Regions from separate parts of the Gossypium hirsutum genome. Here region 1 is linked to region 2. The links are chromatin contacts, called in public Hi-C maps. All regions are on one chromosome and are shown on one strand. Each heading gives the region's core, a stretch centred on a gene start, on an enhancer-like site or on the middle of the called end of the contact. The rest is flanking DNA. Distances are from core to core; before and after follow the strand shown.

Evidence for each region. Hi-C and Micro-C count contacts between places; a contact is called where the count stands out from the background.
Region 1: a contact with region 2 is called in a Hi-C map of leaf, with 2.0 times the contacts expected there. The contact joins the promoter of LOC107916901 here to the promoter of LOC121229075 in region 2. A contact is called at or near these places in 3 of 34 Hi-C or Micro-C datasets (all in leaf).

The regions. Positions count from the first base shown.
Region 1 is chrA01:17,663,546-17,666,245 of Gossypium_hirsutum_v2.1, reverse strand. It overlaps LOC107916901, which reads right to left and starts at 1,401. Exons shown (of 6, transcript XM_041112818.1): 1 at 866-1,401; 2 at 657-767. The coding sequence starts at 718.
Region 2 is chrA01:17,383,322-17,386,021 of Gossypium_hirsutum_v2.1, reverse strand. LOC121229075 (40S ribosomal protein S19-3) reads left to right here and starts at 1,301. Exons shown (of 4, transcript XM_041112308.1): 1 at 1,301-1,480; 2 at 1,637-1,727; 3 at 1,818-2,001. The coding sequence starts at 1,397.

The DNA of each region.
Region 1 (2,700 bases), core at 152-2,651, 280 kb before region 2:
GCTAATGTCTAAGACTCTACACCTACAGAATTATATTACAGACCAAATCACCAATAAAGAATATTTTACAAAGATTCGGAATCTCTCGATCCCAAGTAAAATAAAAATACATCTATGGAGGGAGGTCAATAATTTTCTTCCGAGCTTAGTACTCTTAAATTTCGAAGACTAAGGAATGATGTTGCATGCCCAATCTACTCAATTGAAGAAGAAACCATGGAACACATTTTTCGAGATTGTGAATTCACAAAACAGGTCCTACAAGAAGTTGGGTTGGACACCTCGCAATCAAACGCAAGACATATATGGAAATAATGGTCAGCATTTTTCTTCCACACGAATAATACTAAAGTATGCACAGTCATGGCAATTACTAATTGGGCAATATGGTACAACAAAATAGAATTTATCATGAAGGAAAAAAGGAAAGGGTACAAGAGGTTATCGGTTTTATTAAAGCTTATTTAAGGGAGTTAGAGCAAGTTAAATCATCAACAGAAACCAGACTCATTCCAAGAGAGATGTTTTGGAGACCCCCCATGGAAGGACAGGTCAAAGCCAATTTTGACTCAACATATTTGCAACAAGACATGACAGCAACTGCGGGAGTTATTATAAGAAACCATGAAGGATTTGTTATGAGAGCATGTTCTTACCCAATAGGAAGGACAGGGGATCTGACCACTGCGGAATCGAAGGCATGTCTACAAGCAGTCATTTTTGGGGAAGAAATGGATTTTCGAGATATGGTTGTCGAAGGTGATACCCTTACAGTCATTAAAAAGCTTAAGTCAGATTTAGTGGATAGATCAGTGATTGGCAACATCATTAGTGAAATCCAAAGGAAAAAAATCAAATTTATTACCTTATCCCTTGAATATACCCCTCGAAAGACAAATGAAGCAGCGCATGCCTTTACTAGTCGAGGATACAATTTGGATAATCCATCCTGTTGGGTTGAAGAAGTACCGATGGAGATTGAACCCATCATCGCCAATGACCAAAGAAGGCTCTAGAATCGGTAGAATATGGACATTTTGTCTGAGTTCGGGGTTGCAACATAAACACGCATGTCCTCAACATTATCTGATGAACTCAAATTTAGGAGAAATCTGGTAAAAGCACTTTAAATGAGAATCTTTGCAGTGAAGAAAAGGCACAACCAGTATATTCCACCATAACTACAGAATGCGAAGAAAAGGAAATGTGACTCTAATTGATGATAGGGTTTAGGTTTTTTTTGGCATACTTAAGTTTTTGCATTGATTTAGGGTCTTATCAAAGGCGTTTCATTTTCTTTTAGTTTTTCTTCTTTTTCCTTTAATTTTAGGTAAACCCAAGGCACCGCCTCAGTTACAAATACGCTATTGATAGTTGTTAGACAGCTGGTGATTTTAAATCTTTGATCACTATACCACATATCCTCTGATTTAATGTATTTTCGATTTTACTTCAAAAAAAAAGAAACTGAAAGGAAAGATAGTTTTAATTTATAAAAGATAATTTTTATCTTTGTATATTTTAGTTTATTTTTAATTTTTATACTGTAATAAATTTTGATACATTAATATTATTTTTTATACTTTTTTTACATTTAAATGCATTACTAAATTAAAACTCGATTATCATAATTAAATTTAATAATATTTATACTATTTATTAAGTGTTTTACTGAGTTTATATCACCCTCAACTAGGTCACCAACTTAATTAAGGAAATTATAGAAATGCCTTTTTTGTAATTAAAATAAGTTATATTGTTTGAGATAATTTAATCTTTTTATTGCAATGAGAAAGGATTGTATGAAACATAGATTATCCCTTTGGATTGTATGAAACATAGATTATCCCTTTTTCTAATAGTTTTATGCCACATCAGCAATTTCATTATGAATTTCAATATTTTACTTTGGATTTGATTTTTTTTTCAGGATGAAAATATTGATATGACATTGAACTATTGGAAAAAGGGTTTCAGATGATGAGGCGTTATTGTTTTATACAATCATTTCTCTAGAGGTCAAATAGTTCATCTATTATTGTAACAGCTTAATTTTCAGCGGTGTCGGAACAGTGATTCAAGATCACTAAATCCGACAAATGAGTAGGAAATATTATTAATTTAGTGAGTATAAGTTAAATGTGAAGTTAGGAAAAATTTTGAAATAGTGAATAGTGTACTAAAAATAAATATTAAAATAATTAGAATCGAAAACGAGGTATCGAGAACTCGAGAATTTTAAATAGAGCCATAAATACTTTTATAAATATTTATAGAGTGTTAATAAGTTATTATTAAAGTTTCGTCAAGAAATTTTAAAGTTCTGATAGTTAATTGAACAAAAAGGACTAAATTGTATCAAATGTAAAATTATGGGAAATGATTAAATAGCTTAAATGATAAAAGAAAGAGGGTTTAAAAGGAAAATAGACCTTGAGGAAAGGGCATGAAATCAGCAAGAAAATAAGGAGAATTAAGGGTAAAATTGGAAAATTGAAAATTTTACTTAATAAAGCTAGGACTAAAGTGGAATTATCTAGATTTCTCTTTATTTTTCTGCATTCTCATCAGCAAAAACACCATGAAAGAGTTCCCTTAAGCTGTTTTTTCATATTTTTACTTCAAGTAAGTTCAATTCTTGATTATTTCTTAAAATTTTTGTGTTTTTGTGACTTTTACAACTAGGTCCACTTGTTGAAT
Region 2 (2,700 bases), core at 52-2,551:
ACTACTAAAGAAAATACACAATTATATAACATTTTAGCAAAAACAAGAATAAGAATTTTGAGGCGTTACATTTGTTTAGTTAAAGAATTTAGGGTAAGCCACAACATTAGTCACTTAATTATGGGTAAATTTTTGTTTTGGTCACTTAATTAAAAAAAAGTTACAATTCAGTTACTAAAGTTTTCAAAATTATTTTTCTGTCACTTGACTGTTAAGTGACTAATGATGACAGCTTTTTAGTTGGTATAATAATAATTTTAGTCTTCACATTTTATTCTTTTTGTCAAGTTGACTTTGATTCTATATAAATTTATATAAAAAACAAAATTGTTCAATAAAAATTAAAAAAGTCAATATAAAAATTCTAAAAATATCAAAATCTCAAAAGTATTGTTGCTGAAGAATTAATACGTCAGAGAATAAGAAAATGATGAATTGGGTGATGTAGAATAAGCCTTAAATTCTAGAATTGATATCCCGGATACTTGTGAAATCGACTCTAATGCTATTTTTAGCGAAAAATATAAAATATATTACAAAAATTTCTTTTTCGAACTCAATTCAAAATTTCAATTCATTTAAATCATTTTCAAAATCGAAATAGTAAAAGCAAACTATATTCCAATTTTTTTCCTTTTCTTATAATGAAAAAGTTTTGTAAAAAAATAGAAGAGGTAAAAAACAAAGACCATTAATTTTACTTAATGTTTCTATTTTTTCATGTTTTTAAAGAATGGGTATTGAATATTTTTATAATATAGTTTTATGTTTTTTAAAGAATAAATATTGAATATTTCTAAACAGATAATACAAAGAGAGAAATTTCGAAGGGTTCAAAAATAATTTTCCCTCACTTTATTATTTAATGATTTATTTAATGTATTTTTATAAATTTTTAAAAAGAATTTCAAATATTATATTATTTTTTATAGAATCAATATCAAATTAGCAAAAAAATATAAAAAAATAAGGACTAATTTTTTTTATTCCAATTAAAAAAGTGCCTTCGTTAGCCATTTAATAATGAAGTGACTAAAAATATAATCTCAAAAATATTAATAACTAAATTATATATATATATTTAGGTATAATTGAGGTAATATAGTTGATATAAATGAAAGAATTTAGAAGTAATATATTGGTTTGGGTGGGATTTGGGTGTATACATGGATTGGACACTACTGATTTGGATGTGTATGGTATGTATGGGTTTGGTTTGGATCTGAGTCAGACCCATGAGGGGGCTATTTTGGTAATTGACGAAAGAGAGGCACTATAAATACAGCATAAACCCTAGTTCCTTTGAAATCTTGTATATATATTATCTCCGTCTGGTGCCGCTGCAAGCCTATTTCGCAAACAGCAAACGGAGCAGACAGTCAGATAAGCAGAGAAAATGGAGGCAGCCAGAACTGTTAAGGACGTTTCCCCTCATGACTTCGTCAAGGCTTACGCCGCCCATCTCAAGCGTTCCGGCAAGGTGCTCTGCTTTTCTCGCTTTCTTCATTTTATTTCTTAGGGATATAATATTTTCATGTATAAGGGCTCTACCTGCAAATTTGGATATCTTTGATTGTTTTCTTACTTAAAAAGGATTAATTTTCCTTAATCTGACTTATTTTTAAAAAAAAAATAGATCGAGCTTCCTTCATGGACTGATATTGTGAAGACTGGTAAACTCAAGGAACTTCCTCCCTACGATCCAGATTGGTACTATATCAGAGCTGGTATGTGTTTTATAGCTTTGTCAGGCCAACGCTGATACGGCATTGTATGCATATTTATGCTCTAATCATCGTTATCTCTTGTTTTTGTAGCTTCCATGGCAAGGAAGATATACTTGAGGGGAGGTCTAGGTGTTGGTGCCTTTAGGAGGATTTATGGAGGGGCTAAGAGAAATGGAAGTCGCCCACGCCATTTCTGCAAGAGTAGTGGATCTGTTGCCCGTCACATTCTTCAGCAATTGCAGAATGTGAACATCATTGATATTGATCCTAAAGGGTGAGTTTTCTTTACTACCATTGTTGTTTTTTTTTATTTTCAATAATATGATTGCTACTGGAATTATTCGTTTTTTGGTATTATTATAGTTCACCCCTAACAACGAATGTAAACGAGGAAACAATTCATGATTGTATCATTCCTTATTCAGAAAGTTAGATAGACAATTCTTCTCTAACCCATTGTTTCAAAAAATTACTTATAGTATGTGTTTTTTTTGAAGCATGTAGGTGTATACTTGAAATCCCCGTAATAATCTAAGCCAGTGTTACTCTTAAATACTTTATTTGTCTACATGTGCTCAATATTTGTGACATGCAGACTGGGTAGAGAGATGTATTGTTTGAATATATTTAACTTAAAAATGTTGCAAATATCCATGACGGATTCACTCGAGTACGAGTAGCGTAGTTATGTGGTTTATGACAATGGATTGTGAAATGTAGAATGTTGAAGCATATATCTTCTTTTCTAAAACAAGAAACAAATACACTGATTTAAATTCATCTGAAGGTAATGTTTAACATGTACATAAGCACTCATCTGTTTAAGAAACTTTATATTAATTTCTTAGGATAAAAACAAGAAATTGTCATAATGATTTGGAAGTTAGATTTCAAAATGTTATAATGATATAAAGGGGTTTCATTATAAAGTTTCAGAAACTATGTAAACAGAACAGTTGTTTGGCATTTATCA